Regions from separate parts of the Gossypium hirsutum genome. Here region 2 is linked to region 1. The links are chromatin contacts, called in public Hi-C maps. All regions are on one chromosome and are shown on one strand. Each heading gives the region's core, a stretch centred on a gene start, on an enhancer-like site or on the middle of the called end of the contact. The rest is flanking DNA. Distances are from core to core; before and after follow the strand shown.

Region 1 (6,491 bases), core at 971-3,470:
TATTTCCATAATGGACCTAGTGCAGTCACTGGAGGCATTTTAGGTGAGAACAATGCACGATGTCCTCATGGTTTTGATGGGACTTATTCCGGATCACGGCCTTTGTTCCAAGGCACCTCCTCGTCAGCAAGTGAAGACATCAATGTTTTCGATGCAGCATTGAGCATTCAGGGATTATCTGGGATTTCGGATTCTGTTTGTGCTCTCTCTCTTCTGTCATCTCAATCACACAGCTCTTCAAGCCACTCATCAGGAATTCCCATGGCCCGTTCCCTGGTTATTCCAGGCTACCATAACCATCACATGACTCAAGTCTCGGAAAAGCTCGACAGAGTGTCGAATATGATCTCTTCATCAGGGATCAATTCAACCGAAGGCAGTAACATGAGTGCTATACTGATATCTGATAGTAGTGAAGCTGCCAACTTCAATATCACTGATGGACTATCATGCAAAGATGGACCGACGATCAACTTGCTTCAGCTTTCATCGCAGCTTCAGCGAGTGGAACATCAAAGACAATCTATGCAAGAAGACAATGAAAATGAGACCTGCCTACGAATCGTTTAAGTACAGATTAAGGTAAGTAAAGATGCTCGAGTTGAATGACATTATGATCATATATCTTTGACATTTGAACCAAGTGTTTTGTTTATCTAACATTCTTCCATTCTCTGAATTTGCTGGCCTGGAACTAAATGATTGGACTTGCAATGGAAGACAAGTTCAATGTTGCTGAAAGCTGCACAGTTCTCGAGATGTCCGAATAGTCGGAGTAACATAGATGGAAGCATGATGAGAAAGTTCAGCAGCTGCTAACAGGATTCCCCACCCCACCCCTCGGTTAAGTTTCACCTAGACTTTTACAAGTTATTTTGTAATCGAAAAAAAAAATTGTTTGATTATGCTTCTCGAATTAAAAATGTTTTGATGAACAAAATTATCAACATTTCTCGAATTAAAAATGTTTTGATGAACAAAATTATCAACATTTCTGTTTGCAACGTTCATCAAATCAAGTTTAATATTCGACACTCGCTATTTAGATGCATAACTAAAGCAAAATTATCAAACAAGTTTTATATGAGCTTGTGATATAAATCTTACTAAACTGCTTAAATTTTAGGGTAAATTACACTATTAGTCATTAAACTATGGGTAAGTTTAATTTTGGTTAGTTAATTAAAAAAGTTACAATTTAATCTTTGAACTATTTGAAAGTTTTCATTTAAGTTATTAAATTATTCAAAGTTTTTATTTAAGTCAATTGAGTTGTTGAATTTTTCTTTTTTTAATCACCAGTGAGCTCCAAGCGATTATTCGATGGCCAGTATGGTAGATCAATATCCATCGATGAGTAAGAGAATATATTTTAGATCTAAGTGATCTAACAACTATTTTCAGAGAATAAATTCATTTGAATTTTGATTCACAGATTTATGATGTTTAAAGCTATTTCATAAAAAAAAATGTGAAATATAGAAGAGAAAATGTCAGAAAGCTTTTAATCGGTGCAGGTAATGGGATAACATTGATTTTAATATCCCAATGACTTAAATACAAATTTTTTGAATAGCTCAATAATCAAATTGTAACTTTTTTAACTAAGTTATAAAAACAAAAATTTACCCATAATTTAATAAGTAATGGTGATGGTTAGAGAAAAAGTTGGTGTATGGTTAATGGATAAATTGGGTAAATTACCCCAAAGCTAGGAAGTTCCCGCTGCGTCATGTACATCAATTACTCACTAAACTCGTAGTAACAATTTGTTGTTTTATGCCATAATTAATTATACTGGGAAACTTGGCAGGTCATGTTAGCATAAAATCTCAAAGCTGATTTTACTTCTTTTTTTTTTAAACAGAGGTAGCATAAGCAAAGCTTTCATCTAACATCCATATTAAAACACAAAACAAAATGGGAAGTTGGAAAATCCTTGTCTGAATAACTCACTTATTCCATTTAAACTATCACATATGTTGCATATTCAAAACTAAAAATTTTGTTGTTGCCATTTCCCTATCCCTTTTACAATCTATCGTTATTATATTATTAATTGTGAAACAGTTGAGTAGTCATTATCACTAGGTGAGTTGACTTCAATAACTGCAAGCTCTCACACACCCACCAATTTAATTAATTTAATTAATTTTAAATGGAAATCATTTGTTTGGTAGGTGATTAAATCGAGTTTAAGATGTTTCTGTATTTGACGAATATCGGCAGTTAGAAGATTGTGCTCAGAATATGTCTGAAAAAAGTTCCAAGTCATACTCACACATATATACAACAAAACCAGTAGTTGAGGCTGTCATAAACAATTCTTGTTTGTTGGGGGAATAGATATAAACCCATAGGAGTATCATTGTTTACAGACAGAAGGCGTACTACCTCTTGATATTGCACAATGATGTTCTACAAATTTGCCTACCCCCTGCCAATGGTTGCTTTCTTTGCTATAATCATTTCTCAAGCAGGTCAGTTGCTACAATCATATTCGTGTTTTAGTTAATTAAGTTTTCTTGCTAATAATTTCCTTTCCCTTTTCTACTTTTGTTGTAGGAGCATATGATCCGTTAGATCCTAACGGAAATATAACAATTAAATGGGACGTTATGTCCTGGACTCCGGATGGTTACGTTGTAAGTATAACTTCATTTCACTTATTATACTCATATTTTTTCATTAAACTCAAGATTAATTAATTGGTTCACGTAGTCACCTTAAAAGATAAATTTTTAATAAATTTGGTCAAAATTACGACTTCCTTTATACCAAAAACAATGATTTCCATTTATATGGATCAAATGTTAAATGTTGATATGTATCCATCACTAATATATTAAAACTTTTTCAAGTTGTTTCTTATAATTGAAAGTTACCTAAAATAAGAGCCAAGCTAAGGGTTGGCAGGGGCTTAATCCAGAGTAATAACAATTTTAATCCAGTCTAATTATAGAATATTCAATTTAACTTTTTTTAATCAATTTCATCCTTTGACTCCAAACTTTTAAAATTTTATTTTAACCCCACAATACCGAACTTCTAGCTTCGATCCAGGTCAATATCCTAATACCCATATGCAAATATTACTTCGATTTAGTAATTATAAAGTTTCTTTTATTAAACTCAAACTTAAATTAGACTGTTCATGTAATCATTTTTAAAAGGTAGGTTCCAAACTTTCTTTATACCATAAACAATGCTTTTCACTTATGTTACTCAAATTTGGTTTGGATATAAGATCCCATACTAAAATTTTCAATATTCATTTTTATAGTAAATATAACTTTTGAGTGTGGGATAGTTGAAGAAATAGAAATGCAAGCTTATATATCATATCTGGTATGCAGGCAGTTGTAACAATGACCAACTTCCAAATGTATCGGCACATAATGAGCCCTGGCTGGACCCTAGGCTGGGTTTGGGCTAAGAAAGAAGTGATCTGGTCAATGGTGGGAGCCCAAGCCACTGAACAAGGAGATTGTTCAAAGTTCAAAGGAAACGTCCCACACTGCTGTAAGAAAAACCCCACAGTTGTGGACTTGCTCCCCGGCGTCCCATACAACCAACAGATAGCCAATTGTTGCAAAGGTGGCGTCGTGTCGTCATGGGGCCAAGACTCCTCCACCGCGGTTTCGTCCTTTCAGGTGAGTGTTGGCCGTGCCGGGACTTCCAATAAAACAGTGAACCTGCCGTTGAACTTCACTTTGCTTGGTCCTGGTCTGGGTTACACATGCAGCGGAGCTAAAAAGGTGCCGTCCACTGTTTTCCTCACCCCTGATGGTCGACGAAAAACTCAAGCATTGAGTAAGTTTTTGATAATTTGCACTTAAAACAGATATACTTACACCCGACATAAGTTATGTGTTGTAATTTGTGCTGCAGTGACATGGAATGTGACATGCACGTATAATCAGATTCTGGCATCACGATATCCGAGTTGTTGTGTCTCGATGTCTTCATTTTACAACTCCACAATCACACCTTGTCCATCATGTTCTTGTGGCTGTCAAAACAACAATAATTGCATCTCGTAAACCTTCTTTCTGATCCCACACGAAAATGTTTTTAACTATGGGATTTCACTATATATCATCATCCCTAATGACATTAGTCTACAAATTGCAGGGGTGATGCAGAGATAGAAAGTGTAGTTGGCAAGAACAGAACAAGGAGTAGAAATTCGAATGCGATGATAAGGTGTACCAACCATATGTGCCCCATCCGAGTGCATTGGCATGTGAAGCTGAATTACAAGGAGTATTGGCGAGTGAAGATGACGGTCACTAATTTCAACTACGCCATGAACTACACGCAGTGGACACTTGTGGCTCAACATCCTAACCTCGACAACATCACCCAAGTTTTCAGTTTCGAATATAAACCCCTCCTTCCTTACAAATACACAAGTAAGTCCTTGTCTTTGATTTGAATTTCCCTAGGCAGTCGACAAGTGGGCTAACCATGGACTAACTTTGAACATGCAGATGACACTGGTATGTTCTATGGCTTGAAGTTCTACAATGACGTATTAAAGGAAGCCGGAGCTGATGGAAACGTCCAATCAGAATTGATTCTTAGGAAAGACATGAGTACATTTACGTTCAAGCAAGGTTGGGCTTTCCCTAGGAAAATATACTTCAATGGCGATGAATGCGCCATGCCAGGTCCAGAGGAATATCCTTATCTACCAAACTCTGCAAATTCAAAGCTGATTTCAGTATCGACAATGGCTTCCTTTTTGCTTTTGGTTTTCGCTAATCTTTTGGGGATGATTTGAAGTGACTGAGTGAATGAAAGCAGGGAAAAGATGAAAGAAACCAAACCTTTAAGAAAGTAAGCCATTGACAGGCAGCCATGTGGATGAAGTTGAAGCAGTAGGGGGTAGATGAAAAAAAGTGTGACATGAATGATTTTGCAGAGAAAGCCAATAATGAATCTGGGTTTTTCCAAGGTCTTATCATTAGTGGCTCGGGCCGGGTTTCAGTCTGGATTTTTAGTTAAGCTGGTCCAAATTATAGGTTGATCCGTAAATATGTTTTATTTAAAAATAATAAAATATAGTGAATTTTTTTTTTTTACATTGATATTGATATATTGATAACTAAATTTAATTTAATTTTTTATTAAAATAATAATTATAATCTAGCCTGCTTGAATTTTAAATTATTTATACAAAGTCCCAATCAGGACAAATCCTTAAGAAAAATAATTTTCTTTCTCAAATAGGCAGAGAGAAGCTTTAGCCTGAAAATAGTAAAACTGGGATTTGGTCTCTTTAAAGTTATGGATTAATACAACAATAAAATTGTATTTTAACTTTTTCTTTTGAATTACAATTTAATTTTGCTACTTTAGGTACAAGAAATGAAATACGATGAGCCTATCCTATGCAAATTTTTTTTTTTTTGCTCGAGTTTGCATAGAATTTTTTACAGATAAATTCTTATTTAAAAAACTTTTAAGTGTTATATTTCGGGTTTTTTACCGAATAAATTAAAAAAATTAAATACTGAAATAGGTTGTCAGATAGATTAATTATCGAAATGGTATATTTTTTTTAATGGCACCTATAGGCGCCAATAATTTTTTTATATTAATTTTTTTTAATAAAATATTATTAATTTTTTCCCGGATCAGTATATGACCCGGGTATAGATACGAGGCGCGACTAGTTGCGCCTATCTCGGAGGCGCCAATGGTGTAGCCTATCTGACAGGCGCGACTAGCTGCTGCTTATTTTTTTCCCTATATATACCCCCGAAAATCAAATGAGCACAGACATAAATTTTAACAGAGGAACATACACAAAATTTAGCAGAACGGAAATAGGAAGATAGGGAGAAGAAAAAAAGAAAGGAAAGCAAGAAGAAGGATAAGGTATTTTGGTTTATTTCTTTTTAAATAGAATGTAGAGTCTTGTTAGTAATTTTATTGTTTGAAAGTTATTTTGTTAGGTTATTAATTTTGTTAGCTTTTGAATGAAAAATTTTGCATTAAAAATTTTATGTAATTTTTTTTTCATTTCGAAACTATTTTAAGAATTTTAAAATTTTTTTAATAGATCTAGTATTGAATATGGAGAATCAGTTTTTTGTATGCGTTTATTTCGATAGAGAAATTTTGACAACAACCGTGGGATGTATATTTGAATGTCGCAAACAAGTAGCAATGAGATTTAATAGAAATATCTCGTTTGATGATATGAAGGAAAAAATTAGTGAAAAAATTTATAGACGTTGTGGGAGAAAGATATCAAAACTTTTTTACAAGTTTTCAGTTTCAACGGATCCAATAAAATTTACCGAAATGGAACTTGTAGACGATGAAGACGTGAAGACAATGGTCGTTCGTTATTGTCGGACTCAAAGCAACCAAAATACACCGATTCAATTATTTGCTGAGTTAGCTGGTATGGAGGCAACTGAAGATCCCACACCATTAGGTGAAGAAGATGGAGTTCAAGAGCCGTGTATGGTGGTTCC
Region 2 (6,652 bases), core at 2,228-4,727, 210 kb before region 1:
CCAATAATAGACATTGCCCCTATCTCAGGAATTTATCAAGAATTCTAAAAGATTGATGGAAAGAGTACGCCACAATATGATACCACTTGAACTGTATTTAGCATACCAAGAGTATAGCACATAGTCAATTAAAAAAATTTAGCTAACACATTTCCATAAATATAATTAATTAATTTTTAAAAAACAATATTTTCCCAAAATCTAAAATTTAATTTATAGTGTGGACGAAACCGATAAAATACTTGTCAAAACTAAATGGTTGACCACAGTTTGTGAAAACTTTGTTAAAATATCTTTCTTTTTTTATTTAAAAAGAAAAACAAATTTGTTGAAAAGAAGAGAGAACAAAGAATTTGAATTCATGAGTGGACTATACTAAAGATTGTTTGCTTTACAACCACAAGCCCAAAGCAACCAATACAATATATGCCACGACTTAGATGAGAAATAAATTCAAAAAAAGAAAAAAAAAGAAATTCCACATTACACGGGAAATGTCAATAACATAGGTTTATTGCTAAAGCTTTGTTATCTGCAATTGCATCACAAATTAATCATTGAAAGTTAATGAACTGTACAAATGTATACATAAAAACACACACGGGGGCCCTTTCTATCCCACTTCCTCCCCATGCTCCTTTTCTTCTTTCATCTCAGTATGAAAAGCTACACTTGTATGTACATTTGAGACAATGGCTTTTTCACTTTAGTGCACCTTGATATGACTCGAAAATATAACCTTGTCGACGAGCCACTCGATGCAGCTGATCATAGCCTGCGAGTACCCCGGCTCCTGCTACACCAAGAAGCATATTAGCAGTAACTCCTCGGAATAGAGCAGAAAACCCCTCGAGTTGAACAATCTCACGAAAAGCATGGATAGCACCGCGATACTTCTTGGATTGTCCAGAGGTTAACATCATTCGGCGTCGAACCGTGTCGAAGGGATAGGCACAGACCCCGGAAACTGTGGTGATACTCCAACCCAGGAAGAAGCTAGCAAAGAAATTCCCCTGCAATGAACAAAAAAGATATGATACAAAGATTTTATGTAAGTCAGCAATTAGGGGTACTTATTATATGATCATGACTGGTTAAATTTCAAACAGCAACGACAAATAACTATATCCTGCGCCCTGAGGCACCAAGATGCATATTAAGAAGATTTGAGATCATAGTCCATAATTGTGTATCCAATCATCTAAAGTTTTTCCACATATGATCGGGCTATGTTTACTAACATAAACATTTACCATCTACAAAGCTAAATAGGAGCAATTGTGAGAATACAGTTCTACAAGAGAGGATTAGATGCTCACCTCGAGAGGCCCCACTAAAAGTATAGGCTTCATCGTGTCATAGATCCCAAAGTACAAGCCACGGTACAAAGTAATCCCCATGATTGAAGCCCCGAATCCTCGATATAGGCCCACAACGCCATCAGTTGATAAAGTTTCACGGTATACATCTAGTAGCCCTTTGAACTGGCGTTGACCATCAGTACCAAGTCTAGTACGCACATAATCCAAATGATACAAAAACAAGGATGTAGTTGCTCCAGCAGCACTCCCTGAAGCCACATTTCCAGCAAACCACATCGCATAACCATCCTTCTCTTTCGAGCGCCCAAAAATGCTTTTGAAGTAACCTTTAAATGCAAAGTTGAAAGCCTATGGATAATCGAACATCTGTTAAGTAACAAAATTAGGCAGGACATATACTTGCAAAGGTAAAATGTAAAAATAAGTAAATAAAGATGTTTCATGCTAGCAGAAAAAGATTTCAAAACATCCCAGTACAGATATATCAAATCTGGGACAAAAGCTTAACTTGTTCCATAAACAGCAAGCCCCAAAGCTACCATATAGCTAAGGATTGGTAAGGAAGATAAAAAGGAGCCTTGCTCAAATTACCCAAGTTTGATTTACTATTTCTTAGGTTGAGGAAACTAAAACTTCTCTACTAAAAATTTAACCCGTTTTCTTTCTTCCATTTAGTTCTTGTCTATGTCTTGAACTAATATGAAAATGAAGATAAAGTCTCTCTGTAATAACTGAAGGAGAAGTTCTTTTGTCCGCAACCTTCGTACCTTAGCAGGTAAAGAGATTTTCCTTTAACCTCAGTTTGTCTCTTCCATGCCAACGACAAGAAAATCGAGTAGTTGGTGTAGGTACATCAGGAAGATCTTAATCGATAAAATTCATCAGTTGTGATGTCTAATCACTAATACTAACCAAGTACATACCAACTACAACATGCCAACATTAAGTTTTCTGTCCTTAGAACCTCATCGAACATGCATTACAGGGATAGATCTCAAAGGCAATTCATCTATGAATAGCATATAGTACCTTCCCCACAAACAAACGATTGCCATAGTCATAGAAGATTAAAGCATAGGAAAACCTAAAACTCATGACATAACACCACTCAATTAGTGGACCTTTTAAATAGAACAGCATAATGATTATCCATACATTAATGGTTCTATATTGGCATCTTTCAGTAGTTGTACAGATTAATCTGAAGCAGCAAGCACAAATCAACGAAAGCTCATAAAGTAGTTTTTAACACTGATTCTTGCAATTGTCCATAAACGACTTCATCAATTAAAAAAGAAATACCATGTCATTTAAATACCCTAATCTGTCAAATTCAGGCATTACCTAGTTCTTCAACATTATTATTCAAGTACATGATCAAAATTAAGGACCAATAAAATGGAAGCATACAATCCAGCAATGAGAAACAGAACAATTTCTTTATAAGTTTCCTAGTGTGAACAATCAGCAAAATAGAAAGTCATAAGTTTCAACCTGAGTAGGAAAATATCTGATGACATTGGCTTGGTTACCCCTCCAGAAAGAGAAAAGACCTTCCTCCTTCAAAACCCTTTTAAAGCAATCACCAACACCATTATAAGGTTTCTGAAGGCTTCCCCTTTTTATCATCTCCCCTTGATTTTGCAACAATAGCTTCACTCTTTCAATGGGGGCTGCTGCGCTCTTTGACATTATAGCAGCCATTCCAGCCATCACAAAATCCATTGAGAATTTCTCAGATTTATTCTTACCCATTTCCATCTTTTCTCTTGGATATCTTTCTACAAATGCCAATACAATAAACCCAGAAAGAAAACCCATAAATTTCCATTGAACAAATCAACTAACCAGGAAAAAAGGGAAACACCCAGATTAATTAACCATAAAAAAGAGAGTGTAAAACTGAGTAATATGAATGGGAGTATGGAAATTCAAAAGAATAGAATTAATAGAGAAAAGGAAAACGTGAGGAAAGAGAGGGATTGAAAGGGGAATTACCAGAGCGAGGGGAGGAAGGGAAGGAAGCTGAGAAACGAAGACACAGATTCCTTTAGGATTCCTTGGAGTTCACAGAATTTGAGAGGCTGCCACCGGTTGTTCTAATCTATTAAATTAGTGGAAATAAAATGGGAAATCGCGATGGCTTACGTAACATTTATTACAATTTGCAAATAAGTCCTTAGGCTACTATGCTTAGGGTTAGGTTTTTTGGGGCTTGAGACCTGATGTTCGGACCACATGGGTCCAGCTAAGTTGGAAATTGAATCAAGTTGAACCCGTTTTGGTAGCAAATTCATTCAGAGAAATTTTTATTTTAATTTATAAGACTCAAACTTACTTTTAAGGGTTTTAGAGTTCTTTATCATTGAACCCTGTTAAAAAGATTAATGATTAATAGCTGTGAGTTGCAAATTGGTTATTGAAGTTATTTTTTGTTACTTTGTTAATTGTAGCGTTAGGTTATTGAAGTTTATTATTCGCTGGTTCAATGTTGTAACACGTTGGTTCTTTGGACAGTTGAGCATTGGTTCTTAAATGAAAAAAACTCTCTTTCGGCTTTCTAACTAAAGCCTTCATTGTTGTTTCTTCTTCTCCAAACCCATTATTTTCTTTCTTATTTTCATTGAATAGTTTTGTTGGTAAATTCTTAAGGTAACTCCAATTCAACATATATCGAATCGTGGTTCTTACCTGTAGATCAAGAAGGCAGTGCGTTCTTAAGAAATTGCTACTTTGCCTTCAATCTCACATCCAATTGATACTTTAGATTCAGTATTAGATTCACGTACTACCACAAAGTTTCGTCATCCTTTCACATATAAAAGGGTGAATATTAGGCTTAAGGAATTTCTTGATGGCTTTACGATGATTCCAACAATCAGTGTTCAATAAGGAAGTCAGGTCCAAAATAAAGTACATGCTATGTATGTTCAACAAGATTGTGCTCTTGTCTCTTGGTTGCTTTCACAATAAGTTTACATATGTAACGCCCTTCACTCGGTCCGATCGCCAGACCCGAGTTACGAAATGTTATAACACAAAACATTACAAATACATATGTTTAAGAACAAACTCAAACCAAAATTAAGTCATAATAATCATTTGGTACAATTTAAAACCTCTTCTGAGTCTTATAGAGCTGACGAAAGCTCTAAAGTTGACCCGGGATCAAACAAGGATCAATTAGAATCTTTTTCAAAAAAGAAAGGCAATTATGTAAAATAGAGGCCACACGGCCATGTGTCAAAACCATATAACTCTATGAAGTCATGTGGTGAAAATCTCCAATTTTTAATTTCAAAAGTCACAAGACCGTATAACAAACTGAGACCGTGTGGATTAAATTTTATTATTTCTACAATACTCACACGGCCGTTTGGCTGGCCCGTGTGACAATTAGGAATCTGTGGTTCCAAAAACATTTTCCTACCGCTGATCACACGGCTATGTCATGAGCCCGTGTAGAACAAAAATAGGTCATTTGGTGCTTGTTTCAAAACCAACTATTAAAAGTGACCTCAAAATTGCATTTTAGCAAACATAAACCTACTCAAAACATGCAAATTCCATGCTAAAACATAACTTATAATCACCTAATCAATTCACAAAACCAATATGTCACATTTGGCACCAACTCACAACAAATGCACATAAATCTTTCCAAACCATTTCATACCACAAGATAGTTCATATGTGCATGACCTATTATGATTAACCATCCACATTTGCACAACAAAATACTAAGCCTATGAGCATGGCAATTCATCACATCCATAATTTTCCATAAGTGTTCAAAGATCAACAATGCCACAAAACAACTTTACATTACAACTACTAGACACTCCCATTTACATGCCATGTATAACCGGGTTAAATGACTAAAAATCTACCGAATCAAGAGATATATATCATGGGCTTCTCGTAGATTCGATTGACAAGTTTCGATTGACACGTTTCCTATAATACCAACACAATTCCAACAAGGTGAGATGGTATACTTTATCAAACATAAAATACATCAAATAGAAAGCTTGACATTTCATAGTTTTTAAATCTAATTCAACCACATTTCTTCCATCTATGTATACTCAAAATTTCGTTATTCAAGTCTTTCATTCTCCCTCATTTAAACATTAAGCTCATTTCATAACCTACCAATTCCACATTCTACCTCTTTTTAAACTACCCAATAAAACATCGTAAAAGAACTCAATACATAACTGCAAATCACATCTGATGCTCATCTGAGCTAATCATATACATTGATATCAGGTTACCCGTCCGAGCTAAACCTTTTAATGACACAATAAATAGCCTGTCCAGGTCTATATATACATGTAAGGTTACCTATTCGGGCTAAACCTATAAAACGACATCAGGTTACTTGTCTGAGTTAAATCTGTGTCACATGTATCTTCGAGTCTGCAACAAATGTTGGATATCGAAATCATCGAAAATCAACCTGTAACCATGTGTATAAGACTTTTACTAATTTCATCAAGACAATTTTAACATATAAATTCATCCTCATTTCCTTGCAATTTAGTCCGATATCACCTTTTATACCAATTTGTAATTCATCCAAATTTTCAATTGAACACTTATATATATGCATTTATTTTCAATTGAACACCTATATATATGCATTTAGTTACAATTTAATATCTTAGGCATATTTACATCATATGAACTTACCTAGAAAAATCAACAATGGATAAGGCGTTAGGGACTATTCAACAATTTTCCCTTTTCCACGTGTATCCTCTGGTTATTGTAAATCTCGATCTAAACCATAAGTTAATTCAATTATCAATTCCAAACATTATTTAACAACATAATAAAGTTATATTACAGTGCAATTTCATCTATCAATTAATCCCTTAAGTTTTTCATTTATTCAATTTAGTCCCTAAAATTAAAGATATAAAATCAAAGATATTGTAACTTTCAAATTTGAGCTTCGATTTCGAAATTGATCTTAATTCCATCACTATACATTCCATCAAAACCTATATTTATAGAACTTTCATTCTAAATTTAAATTATTACACTTTAGTCCCTATGTTCAAAACTAACAATTTTTACTTTACAAATTAGTCCTTTTTCATATCTAAGCTTCAAATCTAACCAAATAACCACCAACAATTCAAAAATACATCAATGATAACTTTTTAAAACTTTAACAGTTTCACAAATTAATCCTTGGGTTAGCTAAATCAAGCTCCCTGGATTTCAAAAACATAAAAAATTACAAGAAAATAACTAAATTGGGATACCTAAATAAGTGTCAAAAGCTTCAAAGCCCTAGAGAGCTTCTCTTCGACGGAGAA

The links. Hi-C and Micro-C count contacts between places; a contact is called where the count stands out from the background.
Region 2: a Hi-C map of leaf shows a contact between it and region 1, with 5 times the contacts expected there. The contact joins the promoter of LOC107949770 here to the promoter of LOC107949772 in region 1. A contact is called at or near these places in 15 of 34 Hi-C or Micro-C datasets (callus, fibers, hypocotyl and 3 more).

The regions. Positions count from the first base shown.
Region 1 is chrD03:39,299,559-39,306,049 of Gossypium_hirsutum_v2.1, reverse strand. LOC107949772 (COBRA-like protein 4) reads left to right here and starts at 2,220. Exons shown (of 6, transcript XM_016884525.2): 1 at 2,220-2,480; 2 at 2,566-2,645; 3 at 3,357-3,813; 4 at 3,892-4,039; 5 at 4,135-4,415; 6 at 4,494-5,086. The coding sequence starts at 2,411. The coding sequence ends at 4,786. LOC107949771 (squamosa promoter-binding-like protein 6) reads left to right here. Exons shown (of 3, transcript NM_001327562.1): 3 at 1-591. The coding sequence ends at 570.
Region 2 is chrD03:39,509,105-39,515,756 of Gossypium_hirsutum_v2.1, reverse strand. It overlaps LOC107949770 (ADP,ATP carrier protein ER-ANT1), which reads right to left and starts at 3,477. Exons shown (of 4, transcript XM_016884523.2): 1 at 3,321-3,477; 2 at 2,817-3,103; 3 at 1,320-1,670; 4 at 496-1,013. The coding sequence starts at 3,083. The coding sequence ends at 702.